5 separate regions of the Mus musculus genome follow, and regions 1, 2, 3 and 5 are each linked to region 4. Evidence: chromatin contacts called from public Hi-C and HiChIP or PLAC-seq data. All regions are on one chromosome and are shown on one strand. Each heading gives the region's core, a stretch centred on a gene start, on an enhancer-like site or on the middle of the called end of the contact. The rest is flanking DNA. Distances are from core to core; before and after follow the strand shown. Region 1 overlaps Fbxl13 (F-box and leucine-rich repeat protein 13). Region 2 overlaps Fbxl13 (F-box and leucine-rich repeat protein 13). Region 3 overlaps Fbxl13 (F-box and leucine-rich repeat protein 13). Region 4 holds the start of Fam185a (family with sequence similarity 185, member A). Region 5 overlaps Armc10 (armadillo repeat containing 10).

Evidence for each region. Hi-C and Micro-C count contacts between places; a contact is called where the count stands out from the background. HiChIP or PLAC-seq counts read pairs in DNA pulled down with a chosen protein or histone mark.
Region 1: a Hi-C map of muscle stem cells shows a contact between it and region 4, with 4 times the contacts expected there. The contact joins the enhancer-like site here to the promoter of Fam185a in region 4. A contact is called at or near these places in 24 of 39 promoter capture datasets (the 3T3-L1 cell line, 3T3-L1-derived adipocytes, the C10 cell line and 14 more), 5 of 15 datasets of contacts at CTCF or cohesin (the NIH/3T3 cell line, embryonic stem cells, large pre-B cells and 2 more), 186 of 484 Hi-C or Micro-C datasets (the 3T3-L1 cell line, 3T3-L1-derived adipocytes, the 4T1 cell line and 106 more), 31 of 115 datasets of contacts at active chromatin or transcription factors (the 230-238 cell line, Th17 cells, astrocytes and 18 more) and 5 of 9 other capture datasets (adipose tissue, embryonic stem cells, liver and 2 more).
Region 2: an H3K4me3 HiChIP or PLAC-seq map of bone marrow-derived macrophages shows a contact between it and region 4, with 4 times the contacts expected there. The contact joins the enhancer-like site here to the promoter of Fam185a in region 4. A contact is called at or near these places in 14 of 39 promoter capture datasets (the C10 cell line, HPC-7-derived erythroid cells, cranial neural crest and 9 more), 11 of 484 Hi-C or Micro-C datasets (the 63-12 cell line, the G1E-ER4 cell line, bone marrow-derived macrophages and 6 more), 8 of 115 datasets of contacts at active chromatin or transcription factors (acute myeloid leukemia, bone marrow-derived macrophages, embryonic limb bud and 4 more) and 2 of 9 other capture datasets (adipose tissue and liver).
Region 3: a contact with region 4 is called in an H3K4me3 HiChIP or PLAC-seq map of bone marrow-derived macrophages, with 6 times the contacts expected there. The contact joins the enhancer-like site here to the promoter of Fam185a in region 4. A contact is called at or near these places in 7 of 39 promoter capture datasets (the C10 cell line, cranial neural crest, embryonic stem cells and 4 more), 2 of 484 Hi-C or Micro-C datasets (bone marrow-derived macrophages and uterus), 7 of 115 datasets of contacts at active chromatin or transcription factors (bone marrow-derived macrophages, craniofacial prominence, embryonic basal ganglia and 4 more) and 3 of 9 other capture datasets (adipose tissue, liver and pancreatic islet).
Region 5: a contact with region 4 is called in an H3K4me3 HiChIP or PLAC-seq map of forebrain, with 4 times the contacts expected there. The contact joins the enhancer-like site here to the promoter of Fam185a in region 4. A contact is called at or near these places in 5 of 39 promoter capture datasets (the C10 cell line, the HPC-7 cell line, cranial neural crest and 2 more), 2 of 484 Hi-C or Micro-C datasets (both in embryonic stem cells), 10 of 115 datasets of contacts at active chromatin or transcription factors (acute myeloid leukemia, bone marrow-derived macrophages, craniofacial prominence and 6 more) and 1 of 9 other capture datasets (adipose tissue).

Annotation. Positions count from the first base shown.
Region 1 is chr5:21,585,257-21,588,357 of GRCm38.p6, reverse strand. It overlaps Fbxl13 (F-box and leucine-rich repeat protein 13), which reads left to right. Exons shown (of 21, transcript NM_001199632.1): 8 at 3,065-3,101. Among named protein-coding and RNA genes, the nearest start is that of Lrrc17, 43 kb to the right of the region's middle. Within about 2 kb of position 1,452, at least 40 of the 459 cell types and tissues checked have an H3K27ac peak or open chromatin away from gene starts, as enhancers often do. A contact at or near this core is called in the C2C12 cell line, the C3H10T1/2 cell line, the MNK3 cell line and 8 more, where this site is marked.
Region 2 is chr5:21,564,096-21,567,060 of GRCm38.p6, reverse strand. The region is part of intron 9 of Fbxl13 (F-box and leucine-rich repeat protein 13); the gene reads left to right. The region is part of intron 2 of Lrrc17 (leucine rich repeat containing 17); the gene reads right to left. Among named protein-coding and RNA genes, the nearest start is that of Lrrc17, 22 kb to the right of the region's middle. Within about 2 kb of position 1,265, at least 46 of the 459 cell types and tissues checked have an H3K27ac peak or open chromatin away from gene starts, as enhancers often do. A contact at or near this core is called in the 63-12 cell line, acute myeloid leukemia, adipose tissue and 1 more, where this site is marked.
Region 3 is chr5:21,609,774-21,612,655 of GRCm38.p6, reverse strand. The region is part of intron 7 of Fbxl13 (F-box and leucine-rich repeat protein 13); the gene reads left to right. It also overlaps the pseudogene Gm8539. Among named protein-coding and RNA genes, the nearest start is that of Fbxl13, 34 kb to the left of the region's middle. Within about 2 kb of position 1,470, at least 5 of the 459 cell types and tissues checked have an H3K27ac peak or open chromatin away from gene starts, as enhancers often do. A contact at or near this core is called in bone marrow-derived macrophages, where this site is marked.
Region 4 is chr5:21,423,570-21,426,414 of GRCm38.p6, reverse strand. Fam185a (family with sequence similarity 185, member A) reads right to left here and starts at 1,512. Exons shown (of 8, transcript NM_177869.4): 1 at 839-1,512. The coding sequence starts at 1,247. It overlaps Ccdc146 (coiled-coil domain containing 146), which reads left to right and starts at 1,738. Exons shown (of 19, transcript NM_029195.1): 1 at 1,738-1,850.
Region 5 is chr5:21,659,904-21,662,882 of GRCm38.p6, reverse strand. Armc10 (armadillo repeat containing 10) reads right to left here. Exons shown (of 6, transcript NM_026034.5): 5 at 2,259-2,330; 6 at 184-1,519. The coding sequence ends at 1,265. Among named protein-coding and RNA genes, the nearest start is that of Gm51277, 13 kb to the left of the region's middle. Within about 2 kb of position 1,537, at least 13 of the 459 cell types and tissues checked have an H3K27ac peak or open chromatin away from gene starts, as enhancers often do. A contact at or near this core is called in adipose tissue and forebrain, where this site is marked.

The DNA of each region.
Region 1 (3,101 bases), core at 203-2,702, 160 kb before region 4:
GCCCAGATGGAGTTAGTTATCCATCGCCCTTCCGTATCTTGCCGCTCTTGCATTCTTCCTGCCTCTCTTCTGCTGCATCCTCTGAGAGCGTGGTATAAATACACTGATTAGGGATAGGCCCTCCGCCATCACATATTCTCATCGTTTTGAAATCTCTGTGCTCACCAGTGTCCACTAGAAAGTATTCTCTCATTAAGGCCAAGAGTAGCTGTAAAAGTTCCGGCTTTTCTATACCTGCCCTTGTTCCTGAATAATGACATGGACACCTTGATAGTTATTAAAGGCTTCAAGCACTACAGCTGGGCAGATTCTGATCTATTCTAACCCGACTATGTTGCCCAGGCCTACTTCCTGAGCCACGAGGGGTTACATGCAGTCTTCCTCTCACTTTGGCTTCGCTGTCTTCTGGTAGACTCCCTGGTCTCCAAGAACCTCAGCCTGTTTCAAGGCACGGAAGTCCCGCCTTCTCTCCTGTCAGCTATAGGCTGATCAGCTCTTTATTGACCAATCAGAAGACGATGAAGAACAATGTTTTACAAAAAAAACAAAACAAAAACCGAGTCAGGAAATACTTCTTAATAAGGACAATAGCCAATGAAGGAGCTAGAGAAAGTAGCCAAAGAGCTGAAGGGGTCTGCAGCCCCATAGGAGAAACAACCATATGAACTAACCAGTACCCCCAGAGCTCCTTGGGACTAAAGCACCAATCAAAGAAAACACATGGTGGAACTTGTGGCTCTAGCTGTATATGTAGCAGAGGATGGCCTAGTCGGCCATCAATGAGAGGACAAGTCCTGTAAAGGTTCTATGCCTCAGTATAGGGGAATGCCAGGACCAGGAATGGGAGTGGGTGGGTTGGGGAGCACGGGGAGGGGGGAGGGGGTTTTCGGAGGGGAAACTAGGAAAGGGGATAACATTTGAAATGTAAATAAAGAAAATATCTAATTATACATATATGTAAATTAATATTATAGCAAGTCCTGGCTGCATCCAGGTCTCTGGGTGCAGATATTAGCATTTGAATACACAGTGCACAAAAACACCCCCTGCAAGTAGCATTTGTCGATGAGTGTAAATATAAATATTCAGAAGGCAGTTTGAGAAGTGTGGAGTGCTTCCTGAGTTTTTAGATCCTCCTCACTCAAGAACTATACTTCTTTGTATTGCTTAACCCGAAGCCAGCACAACATGCACACTTTTTAGGCAATAACAATGTGAACGAATAGGTATAGTTTTCTTCCTGAGCGAAAACCGAATTTAGAATAGTTTAGTCGTGATTGCTCTCTCCATTCTTAGGTTATTATCATCTAGTGTTTAGTCTCTTTAAAATTTGAGAGTGCAGGTGCTGAAGAGGCCAGCAGAGGGCAGTGGGTCCCCTGGAGTGGATGTTACCCGCAGTTGTAAGCCACCCAAATTGGGTCCTCAGGCTCAGCAAAGCATTCTTAACTGTTGAGCAGTCTCTCCTCTAATGCTTTAGTCACACTACTGTTTTACAAGGTTAGTGTGGGTAGCTATGTACTGGTTAGATTCTTTGCTCATCATGAACTATTTGTATCCTCCACCCCTTTGGGGATTTCAATATTCTTCGGAAAGTGTGTGTGTGTGTGTGCACTTTCTCTCTTACTCCTATTTAATTTTAGATTTTAGTCTTTTTTGACAGTATCTTTCTCAAGAATGCTGTCTTCCTTGTATTGATTACCTTAAACTTAAAACTTAGGAGTTTTATGATCACAGTCTGACCAGTGATGTTTTCATTTCTGTTTACGCTTACTGGATTTTCTCCTCGTGTTGGTTAGCCTTTAGTTTTATTTGGGCTTAATTTGTGGCAGTTCTGTAATGCTTGGCTCCAGTTTGTGTCTCTTTAGAGAAAATGATTTATTTCTGACCAATGTCCCAGGGGTTATTTTCAATTTGGAACCATGTTTCATGCTAATATATCAAATCCAGCTGCAAAGATCATAGATTTCAGGTGGATTCCATAAACAGTTAAAGCAGGCATGGCAGCTGGTCTTTGCTTACCAGTTCTTTGGGGGAGGGTTTATTTTTATTCCAACGGCATTATAATGTGTAGTATGTGCCTCTGTTGGATAAGTGTGGTGACTGTCTCCTGTGTCTGCATAGGCTTACAGAGCTCATTTGTCATGAAACCATCCCTATTGCCTTCCAGACACTTGTACCAGGAGTGCTTGTCAGTCTGGATTTATAAACTTTCTTTACTTAAAAAAAAATTCAAGTTATGTTTAAAATTTGTTTTAGTATTTATTGATGTTTTGTATCAAGAATATTTTTTCCCAATCTGCTACTTATCCAGAGATGGAAACCAGATGGGTTTATTGAGCTTTCCTAAGAATATCATAACTTTAGGAAAATGCAGTTCATCTTAGCAATTATTAAATGAGTTCTGTGTTTTAGCTACTATTTAGAGAAAGATCACTAGCTTTCTTCCAGAATACTTCCTTCATGCAGAAAACAAGCATGCTCATCTTTTTGCTATCTTTCTGTAGCTATCAGTTTGAACTATCACATGATCATATTTTCAAGTGGTTTATATAAAACTTTCTACAGAGTTTGCAGCTCAATAGTAATAAAATATTGTAAAGAACTATGAACAGAGACTACATTATAGAGTTCCACCTAGTACTTTGTTTAATTCACTGTAAGAATATAGTTTATGATGCAGCTTTAAAAAAATTCCCAGATTTATGTTTATAAGAGTCTGAGGAAGCCGGGCAGTGGTGACGCACGCCTTTAATCCCAGCATTTGGGAGGCAGAGGCAGGCAGATTTCTGAGTTCGAGGCCAGCCTGGTCTACAGAGTGAGTTCCAGGACAGCCAGGGCTATACAGAGAAACCCTGTCTCGAAAAAACAAAAAAACAAAAAACAAAAACAAACAAACCAAACCAAAACAAAGAAAACATTCCTCCCTTGAAATGTAACTCTAGCCTTATCTAATATACAGAAGATATTGCTGTTAACACACACACACACACACACACACACAATGGAAGAACTACACCAAAATTCAGGTATCAGTCAAAATGATGTTTTTCTTCTCTGTGTTTAGATTTTCTTGTACCTCACCTTTAAAGACATGATGGCGT
Region 2 (2,965 bases), core at 16-2,515, 140 kb before region 4:
GAAGAGGCCACAGGTGCAGTCAGTCAGTCAAGGCCAGGGTCCTGTAGGGTGTCCCAGTCAGCAGAGCTGGCACCCCTTCAGTTCTAGAAAGCCTAGATCAGAACCTGCCTACTGGACCAGACTTGAGGATAGATGACAGAAAAACCATGTAAAACAAGTTGAAAGTGGGTTAGCCGCAAATCGACGGGTAGAAAAGATGTTTGTAAAAATACTCTGAAGCCCACTTTAAGCAATGGGTTTGTGGGCGCTAGAAAAAGACAACTTTGAAGTTGTCAGCAAACTCCTGAGTGGAAATAGCATCCACAAGTAGCAGGAAATGCAAACCTAAGAGTTTTCCTAGCATGACCTAGAAACAAACAGGAAACTTCATTGGTTGTAGTGGAGAGAAAAAAATTTTTTTCTTGCTTAAATTTGAATGAGTTATAAAGTTGATGCAAGCTATGTGCCCCCGATAGAGAATAGACAGACAAGTACATATCTCCTCACATCAAAATGACACTTTGTCAATGTCTTCATTTCTAGACCACATGCCATGTGGCATCCAGAGCTCACATTTACCATGAATCGAAATGTTTGGAGGTAGGGGAGGGAGAAGGCTTGAGATAGGATCTGGCTTTCAACTTGCTGTGACTTGAACAAGGAAGGCCTTGAACAACTAACTGATCCCCTGTGTCCACCTCTGAGTTGGCAATTGTGGACCTCATTCTTGACCACAGCTCTTATGAGCTCTGCTTCTCCGACAACCGAACCTTACTATGAGGAGGAAGTTGAGACATTTTCCTCACATCATTTTCCCATTTAGTAGGATTTTGGTTGTCAACAGCCTCAGAAATAATTTGAAGACTAGGTAGTAGTTAAAGAGACACACATAAGCTTGTTTATCAGAAAGTAAAATTTCTTAATTATTATTGAAATCAGCGGCAAGTTGACTTCAGAAGCAGCTGGAGCCAATTTTCCTATATAATTTTTCCTAGCTTTCAAAGTCAAATTAGTAAATTATCGTGGTAAATGTGAAGTTAAAATTGGTTTTAGAACTCATACTTCCATGTGTTCCTGGCAAATCCTGTCACCTCAATATGGCATAAATGTGCCTTTCAACCAATCCCACACTTACTCCCTTTGAAAGGCTGAGTTGTGTTGGCAAAGGGCCCATTGTTCCATGAATAAAGCTATTATTTTTTTTTTCTTGCTGTCAGATGTTTAAGGCAAAAATAGTGATCTTTGAGGTCTGTGTGGTTGAGTTGGCACCAGTGAGTCCCCTGCACACATCTGAGTCACTGCTAGTCCGTTGGGAAAGGCTGAGTTCCCTCATTGGAAGGGTCCATACTGCAAGTCCCCTGCTTGCATTCCCTGTGTGGTACCCTTGCATAGCGCTCAAGGGGAGGACCTGATATTGGGAGGACGCACACAGAAGGCACGAGTGAATGCTTGGTATAGTGGACATACCCAGTCTTGAAGGAAAAGATAGCATTACATGGTGGCCTGTGGCTTGAACTGTGAATTACTACTGCCCATGTGACCTCCTAGGGACAGCGTCTCTACAGTGAGCTTTATCATTTATGAAAGCACTGTTTAGGAATGGGAGCAGTTAACAGTGGCTTTTCTTCACTAATGTCACTGCTAGTCGCCGCGCCCCACCCCCACCCCATCCCCTTGATGGCACACTTTAGGTTTCCTGAAACTCTGTTTTCTGATACACACACACACACACACACACACACACACACATATAACATATATATATATACATATATGTATATATGTATATATATATATATATATATGTATATATATATATATATGTATGTATATATTCCATCAAAAACATTGGTACTCCATCAACAGGGGCCTACAGATGAACATTACTGACCACTTGTTTTTGTTTGTTTGTTTTTGTTTTTTTGAGGCAGGGTTTCTCTGTGTAGCTCTGGCTGTCCTGAAGCTCACTCTGTAGACCAGGCTGGCCTCGAACTCAGAAATCCGCCTACCTCTGCCTCCCAAGTGCTGGGATTAAATGCATGCACCACCACTGTTCGGCGACCATTTGTTATTTGAGTATTTGAGATTGGTTGCCATTTATGGAACAAAATAAAGAAATTAGAATAGATTAAGGTTGTCATATTTGAATTCTAGCCATGATTTTCAACTTCTGTGTATTTATTTGTTTTAAAGTTGCTCAAGTTACTGCTTTGAAGGTACAAAGGAAGGCAGCTCAATGCTGACACTAAAAACGAGTTTAGGCAGACTTTTCCTTATAGGAATTAACTTAAAATAGGAATTTATAATAAAACAAAATGAAAATAAATGATGAATAGTATTAGTGGACTTATCTAAACCACAGTGAGGCAGTTTTAGTTAATTGTGAAAAGTCTTAATAAGCCTTCATTATATAGTCCAGAACTAGAGGGTGTTAGAGGTTGTGCCGGAATTGGGGTTGGAGAGAGGGTAGTCACCAGATACAAGGATGAAGATGGACAGGAAAGCAAGGAAGCATAAGTATGGTTGACAACAACTGTACATCTCAAGTAGCTAGGAGAGAGAACGCTGACTTTTCCAACACAAACAATATCTGCCTAAGGTGAGGGATTGATCCATTCCTTTGATCTGGTCACTAAACATCATATTCATTGATTAGAATTAATCACACTGTATCTCATAAACACATAAACTACTGCTGTGTATCAACTAAACATTTTTTAAAAAATGAAAATACAGACCCTGAATTTTACATAGTCACTAGCAATCAGAGGGACTCAAGTTGTCCTTTAACATATGACTCGGTGTTACATACTGCTAGTCCTTTGGGAAAGGCTGAGTTCCCTCATTGGAAGGAGCTCTCTTCCTCATCCGGGTCCCCTGCAGTTTTGCAACAGAGAGGATTAATTTGAGGGGTATTTTTAGAAGATTATATTTAGGCAACAACAAGTTGCAAAAGGGGAAGCAATAAAATATGTTTTATAGCCAA
Region 3 (2,882 bases), core at 221-2,720, 190 kb before region 4:
TAATATTTTCTTAGGATGAATATTTGACATTATATCTTACATATAGACCTTTCTGACATGTAATTTTATTTTGTTTATCTTTTGGTTTTTTAAGATAAAGTTTCTCTGTATAACAGAGCCCCGACTCTCCTGGACTCAATTTGTAGACCAGGCTGGCCTTGAGCTCAAAGATCTACCTGCCTCTGCCTCCTGGGTGCTGGGATTAAAAACGTGTGCCACCACACCCTCCTGAAATTTCATTTCTTTACTTTTTTGAGACAAGGTTCCACTGTGTAGACCAGGTTGGCCTTGAACTCAAAGTGCCTGCCCCCTCCTTCCGAGTACTGGGATTAAAGGTCTGCCCCAACATGCTGCGGTTTTATTAATGCCAGTCTATGCATCCAGTTAGAGAACAACAACAACAACACCCCCCCCCCAAAAAAAACCTGTTTTTAACCTATTTAGGGCTGAAGAGATGGCTTAGTGATTAGCAGCTCTTGCTGAGCAACCAGGGTGAGGGTTTGTATCCCAGCACCTATATAAGAAGCTGAGTGTCTGCATACCGCTACCTCCAGCTCTGAGACAAGTGGAGATCTTGTCCTGGCTTACTCTGGTCCATGGGTGTCTTCCTGGCTGCTCTCTCATGGAAACCTCATGGTGAATCCTCCTGGTTCTTCCAGGTCTCTCTACACCTTTCTCTTGTCTCTCCCTCCCCTGCTTCCTCCCTCTGTCCCTCCTTTTCCCACACCCTCTCTTGACTCCCTCTCTCCTTGGTCTCCTTCTCCTCTTTTAGTACCCCCAACTATGATCCAAAACCCTGCCCTATTCTCTTCTCCTGCCCAGCTCTGTATTAGCCAATCAGAGGTGTTGGCAAACAGTTTTTACATAACATTAAGATAACTGTGCCAGGGGCTGGTGAAATGGCTCAGTGGGTGCTCTTCCGAAGGTTCGAAGTTCAAATCCCAGCAACCACATGGTGGCTCACAACCATCTGTAACATGATCTGACGCCCTCTTCTGGAGTGTCTGAAGACAGCTACAGTGTACTTACATATAATAAATAAATAAATCTTAAAAAAAAATTATCTGCTCATGTCCTGTCTTTCCATTATAATTTATACTTGTGATATATATGTATATATATGCAATATTAACCTTTTATCTAGAATATATTTGAATATTTCCTCCCATCACATTTAACATTATTTCTTTTGCCTCTAGAGTATTTCGATGTCAGAGAATTTAAAGTGTTAGGTAATGAAGTCTATCACTCTGGCCCTAATAGTTTCTCTGTGTCAGGTCATTCTTATGGTTTTCTGAGTGATAGTATACTGTTGACACATACATCACCGTGTTGGTTGTGAAAATCAAACCTTGATTCTCTGTGTTCCTAATCACTGAGTGATCTCTGCAGCCCTGGTAAATGTTTTTATGAGGAACTGCCATACTGCCCTCACTGTGACTGGACTGACTCACACCTTCCAGCAGTGTTCAAGAGTTCCCTTTTCTCCACGTTCCCAGCAGGAAATGGTGTATGTGTGCATATTGTTGACAGAAGGGTAAGACAGCAGCATCTCATTGTGGTTCTTATTTGTATTTTCCCGATGACTGCTGGCAACTGAGAACTTTTCATATAGTTTTATCCATCTGTATTCCTTCTCTTGAGATGTACTTATTCAGATCGTTTGTCCATTTAAAATCAGATTACTTGTTGTGTAGGGAGTATCCTTTTATAAATTACATTCCAGCCTTCTGTTAGGTGAGGCAAATATTTCTCTCATTCTGGAGATTGGTGCTTTACTGTTGATTGTTTTCTTTGCAATGCATTGCCCCCCTTTTTAAAATTATCTATGCGTGTGTATTTCTGTGTGAGTATATTCCACGAGTGATGGGTACACATGGAGGCCAGAGAGGGTGTCAGGTGTCATGCGTATGTGTGTGTCAGTATGTAAGTGCACACATCAGGCTGGAATTACAGTCCTCCTCGGGCACCTGCATGTTGACATACACACACACACACACCACACACACTGTCTTAGTCAGTGTTCTGTTGCTGTAAAGAGACACTATGACCGTGGTGACTCTTAATTTGAACTTGTTTATAGATTTTAGAGGTTTTATTCCATTATTGTTATGGCGGGAAGCATGCTCACATGCAGGGAGACATGTGCTAGCAAGGTAGCTGAGAGTTCTGCATCTGGGTCAACAGGCAGCAGGACAAAAGAGACACGGAGCCCAGCTTGAGCATTTGAAATCCCAAAGCCCACCTCAAGTGACACTCTTCCTCCAACCAGGTTACACCTACTCCAACAAGGACACGCCTATTAACAATGCTACTCTCTAATGACCAAGCATTCAAATAATGTGCCTCGAGGGGTCATTCCTATTCAAACCACCACATATGCATAAAAATAAAAGTTAAATTGTTAAGAAAAATACAAAGAAAAAAATGTCTAATGATGTATATGTATGAAAATATTATAATGAAAATCCTCAGTTTTAGGCTAACTTAAAAAGTCACTAAATCCCCACAGGATAATGTAAGGCTTCTAAATCTTAAAACAACACTAAGCATGATGTATTTTTAGAGATAGTCTCAGAATTTTCCCAATGAAGTAAATTATGAATTGGATGTTTGTTAAAATGGCAGGTAATAAGAGGGTAGATTTACATAATAGTGGAAAGTTGGGAATGAATTTTTGACACTAACATGTTAAACATCTGGGTTTGCTAATGTTATTCAATGAAATGAATGCGTTGCAAAGTTACTTTTTAAATCATTTATTAGCTGGGCACGGTGCCACATACTTTTGATCCTAGGAGTTGGAGATAGACAGATCTCTGAGTTTGAGGCCAGCCTCTTCTACATAGTGAGTTTGAGGCCAGCCTCTTCTACATGGTGAG
Region 4 (2,845 bases), core at 263-2,762:
ATTCATTTAGGCTAGTTAGAAGTTGAGAAGCAACGAAGCCTAACAGCTCACATCCTAGCCCTGCCTACTTGTATTTAAGGTGGAAAGACACCTAAGGAAGCAAATTTCATAATGTCACCACGCACGGGGCCTTTGTTTGTTCAGTCACAGTATGTATCTTATACTTCCTTTACTTCAATGTCCTCATCTGAAACGGTGACAAAAGCATCCACCCTACCGAGCAACTGTGAGGGTTAATATAAAATAATTTTAGAAGAGGTAAACGGTGCTATTGCTATCATCAGCAACACCATCCTTCAGTTCCAGGAAGAATGAGAGCCCCAGAACCCTTTCTAGAAAAGTATGTGTGCTCAGCGGTTTGCATCTGGGAAATAAAATAACGGGACTCAGATGCCTAAGAAATACGTTTTGCAGGTACTATTATGAATTTCCCCAGACAGTCTTAACTATGTGTCTTGCTTCAAAGTTTGTATTCGCAGAGAATTTACTTATGCCTAAATGAATAGACATCTACCAACCTGGGTACCTGTTGGAAAGCAAGGTTTTTTGTTCGTTTGTTTTTGTTTTTGTTTTTCTAGATTAGCTGGAAGCATCTATACATAGAGCTGACGAGGGACCAGAGCCCCGAGATGTGGGCTACCAAACCACTGGATAGTTATCAAGAAACCTCAACCCTGAACGATGCTAATGACTGTGATGCTAATGGCTCCACAATGTAATTAGACTCAGATTATTCCAATACAAGCTTCCACTCGGCTTTAATTTTCCTCCTTAATTGGAAACCCAACGCTTAAACACTATTAGTTTTGTGACCCAAACCCTTTTTCACTTCACTTGCCAAATTTGACGGGCGCGTTCACCTCCACCGACGCCTGGGGGTCGATGTCGTCCGACAGAATGGCCATCTCCTGCCGATCAGCATCATACTTGACCTGCAGGCTGTCCAGGCCGCGCGCCACGTGCTCCACGCCGCACACCGCCACCTGCACGCGGTCGCCATCCGGGTGCGCAAGGGGATCCAGGGGCCTCACGGCCAGGTGGCAAGGGAGCCGCGCCCTCAGTCGCCCAAACGGGCTCACCTGCAGCGTCCACTCCCTCAGAGCCCCACGCGCCAGGCCGGCCCCAGAGTCATCGGGCGCTGATCCCTGCCGCTGCGCCCCACTGGAGCCGCAAGTCCGAGCCCCGAGAGCTCCGACCAAGGCGCCCGCCCGCACTCGGGACGCGCAAGGAGGGAGGCGGCCGAACATGCTCTCCCTTGGAACGCTTCAGCCTTGGCTCGCTGGTCCCGGGACCACAAGAACCACGAGCTGCCTCGGGTCAGTCACGAAGGGGACAGCATGCACGGCTCCGCCAAGGAAGAACGAGCCAGGCCCCCAGCACAGTACTTAACGCCTTAAATCCCGGTAGGAAAGTTAAAACTTCAAAGAGCCTAGTTGAAACCCTGACCTGGACAAGTCACCTATTTCCGCCCCTTTGGCGGAGGCCATCGGGATATGTAGTTTTAAAGGAGCCAAACATCAAGGTGTTCTGGTAACTGTGAAACTACATATCCCAGGAGACAGTGCGCTGAATACACAGACTGACAGCCGATTGGTAGAGGAGCCCCCGCTCCCCCCTCGTTGCTTTCCCGTTGCTTCAAGCCCATTGGCCAAGAGAGCAGAGAAAGAAAAAAAGTTAATGTAACTGACCAATAGGAAGAGTAGAAGGGACGGGATAAACTCAGCTGTGGTTACTTTGGATACCAAGGACGCGACTCTTAGGAGAGGGTGAAGTTTTGAAGTGAGACCCCAGGGACCAAAACACACGGAGAAAAATAAGAGTTTAAACAAGGATCAGGACCAAAAGAAAGGGTAAGAAACAGCATGTTTATAGATGGGAATCAGATTCAAAGTTAGGAATACTTTCTTTAGGTAGTTAGAACCAAAGGTCACCAAACTAATGTGGATTCCCTGGGAATAGAGAATCCCCCTCACAAGAGACCTTAGCATGAGAGGACAGACACGTTCTGTTGCTTTCTCCCTTCTCTGTCCTTTAAGGGAACTCCCACTTAGGTAAAAAATACTAGATAGAAAAAGTGTTAGAAGCCAGGTATGGTGGCGCACGCCTTTAGTCCCAGCACTCAGGAGACAGAGGCAGGTGGATTTCTGAGTTCGAGGCCAGCCTGGTCTACAGAGTGAGTTCCAGGACAGCCTGGGCTATACAGAGAAACCCTGTCTCGAAAAAGAAAAAAGAAAAAAAAGGAAAAGAAAAAGTGTTAGAATTCTGGCTCTTTCTTAACTGTAAGTAGTAATCTTAGGCCAGTCATTGGATGCCTTTGGGTTTTACTATTTGCTTATAAAATGATGACACTATCTTCCTTGTCTTGTGTAGAAGTTTTTTTTTTCGTTTTTACCACATTTATCAAATGAAACAATGGACAACAAAGCAGTGCACAGTATACAAAACAAAGTATTTTAGGAATGGCATATGTCTACGTTGCTAAGAGATTTGGAGACATTTGAACTTGGTTAGAGGACAGTCTTGATCTCTTTCCCTGCAACTGGTCCTTGGCCTTAATGGTAAAATAAAATCTCTCTCTCTCTCTCTCTCTCTCTCTCTCTCTCTCTCTCTCTCTCTGGATCATAAGACTTGTTAGGGGATGTCAGAATTTTTTCCTGGTCCTGTTGTATTATCTATGGCACAAGAAATGTTTCTTCAGTTTTGATATAAGACAGACTGTGCTAAATAACTCTATAAGTTAACTCTTTTTTTTATTATTCAGTAGGCAGTAAAGATAATGGGAAATGGGGGGTGTGGACATTATTTCAGCCATATTTGCCTATTCTTCTCCCCATTCTACAAATAA
Region 5 (2,979 bases), core at 288-2,787, 240 kb before region 4:
AATGTTTACAGGGGCCTAGAGAACTGGCTCGGTGCCAAGAGGCACTGGTATTGGGTTCAGTTCCCAGCACCCACATGGTGGCTCGCAACCACCTCCTACTCTAGTTGCCATGCCTTCTTTTGACCTGGTGCTCATACATACATGCGTGCAGGCAAAACACTCACACAAATAAAACAAATTGGAAAAAATTTTAAAAAATGTATGTATTGTAATTTTACTTAAGAAAAATGTGATGAAATTTAGTAAAATAATGTCAGTGGGGGAAGAAATTATGTACACCTTGCATTTTTCCTTTTTATTAAAAAATTATACAATTTATGCTCAGTACAAATCCAAACGGTAGAAACAGGAACACAAAGAAATCTATGTACCCTAGTCCCAGTCCCAGAAGTTTTCTGAATCGTTCTAGAAATGTTCTGTCCATGTATAAGTGTATTTATCATTACTGAGAGAAAAAAAAGACACGGGACCCTAATACATTGCTTCCCAGCATGCTTTCAAAGCAGCCATCTCATGGGTATGTTTCTCCATGTATCCATCTGGACTTATCAGGACACTCTTTTTTAAAGGGCTGTCTGCCTGTGGGTGGAAGCTTGGAGTGCTCTGCAGTATCTTACACAAGGGGGTAAGCAGTAAGAAAACGCTTTCCATGTAAATGGGAGTACAGTCCTACTGATCAGAAATGCTGCAGGCAGTGTCTCACGATGAGCTCAGACTTGCAAGCAGCATGGCAGGGTTGGTGGTGGACTCGAGCTTGCAGTATTCACTGGTTTGAGGCACAAGGTCCTTGCTGTGGCAGTAACAGACTTCAACTCAGCACTTAACGCTGTCTCATGAGCAACTGCAAATGCTCCCAGGAGTTAGGATTGTACAGAGACAGGCCACTCAGTTCGTGTCAGGAAACCATTAAATACCTCAGCAAGTATCTTCAGTACAGCCCCTCATATTCATTCACTAGCACTAGAATCCTTCAAATAGTCCTGAAGAGCATGGCCAGTCTGTCCACGATCATAACCAAACGTTTGCCCCGTAAATGATCCACATCCTCGGAAGGTTCCAGACTCTACTCAATCCCCAAACCCCAAATCTGAACTACTCCAAAATCTAAAATTTTGAACATCGTGTTGGATTAGAGCTGCTCACTCACTTTTATTGTTTAACTCCATCGGCTGAAAGACCCCTTTTAAAGGCAGGCAAACGCTCCCGTGTGCTGACTTAAGACTGCCTTACTGTTTGAGTCTTTGATAAAAATAGGAGCAACCGATCAGAATTTCGGCTTTATTGCTAAAGCTTTCTCTTTCACATCCACATCATGATGACAGGCTAAAGCTCTCATTTTCTGGGCACATTCTTCTCCGTATAACAGAAAAAACAATGACCCTTTAGCAAAAGGAATCTGATTAGCTAACCGGCCTTCCACTTTGAGGCAGTTGTTTATATTCTGAAACAGTGTAAGAGCCCGAAGAAGAATCTCATTTGCTACTTGGCCGTCATAAAGGGAAAGGAATGAAGAATCCACCTGAAAGAGGAAACAGCGTCACTGTCCTATTTTAAAACAGCATCCATTAGTTAACACTGTAAAAGTCTGACTCCAGGCAAGCGTAAGGGACATGTTTCATTTTTATTCCATGTTACAAGTGAAAATGACGTTTTGTTAGGGGAAAAACTAAGATTTCTTTGGAACTCCAGAGTGTAGCCATTTGGGAAACCAACCCCTTTAGGATCTATCCAGTTTTTGTAAGAACACATTAGTTCAATCAGCATTAGCTCTTACACACAGTTCTGGTAACAGGACGGAGCAGATGGCTCGATTTCTGCAGACGGCTCACACCGCCTGGCCTTCTTCAGAGCACAGGGACTGTTTCAATGGTTTGTTACATGTTTTCAACAGTCTTGCTAATTTGTTACATGGTTGCTTCTCCTAAGTTCCATGGGAACACTAAGAACTTGCTGGTGCTGGCTGAATGCTCAGGACCGAGCCCACACAGGGGACTCACTCAGTACAGTTGTTTCAGCAAATGCTGAGGTACACATGCACAAAAAAAACAAACTTTAAAATGCAGTGACAGAAAAATACTGCAAAGTGGCCAGAGATGGAAAGTCTGCTGGTGCCACAGAGAAGTTTTAAAAAACAAAATATGCTTAATACTCATCTTCAGAAATAATTCCTGTGAATGTTTTTGGGCATACCTTTGCAGATCTATTTGTCAAAATCTCTGTATGTGTGCACTAATGAACCGGGTAGGTAATCTACTTACTTGGACACTCAGTAGTCCTTCTGTCATGGCTGGATTCTCAGACAAATTCAAAAGCAGCTTCAAAACCTGGACCTGCCAACAGAACACTGGGTTTACTGGGTCAGTAAGCGTGACCTCCTCCCTAGGGTGCCATCCTCTTACCCCACTTCCCCGTGACTCCTGTCTGCACCTCGGGACCTAGCTCCGTCTCCTCCATGAAGTCTCTGCTCGGCACCACTGTCAGAGAGGCCGTCATTACCAGTGCCCATCTAAAACCTCACTTGTCTGGTTCAACCGTTGGGGAGACAACAAGAACTAAGCAAATGTCTTCTCTGTACTGTCAGCATGGTATATGTTAAGTCATCCTTTTCCCTGTTTGTATATGTGTGTATACATGCTTACATGTATGTGCATGGGGAGGCCAAAGTCTCCTTGCCTACTCGTCACTGAAGCACGGTCCTCAGTTGAACCCAGAATTCACCAATTCAGTCTGGCCACCTTGTTTTAGGGACCCCCATCTCACAACCCCTGTGCTGGGGTTACAGGCAGGCCACCTGCACCCCATTTCCAGGGTATTTGAACTCTTGATCTCATGTCTGCGTGACAAACGCTTCACACATAGAATCACCTTTCCCGCTATAAATCTGTTCATTATGAGTGTAGGAGAGGAGAATCTGGTCTCGGAAACAATAGAAACCGCTCATTGAATCTTTTTGAGTGTATATATGTATGTGCACCATGT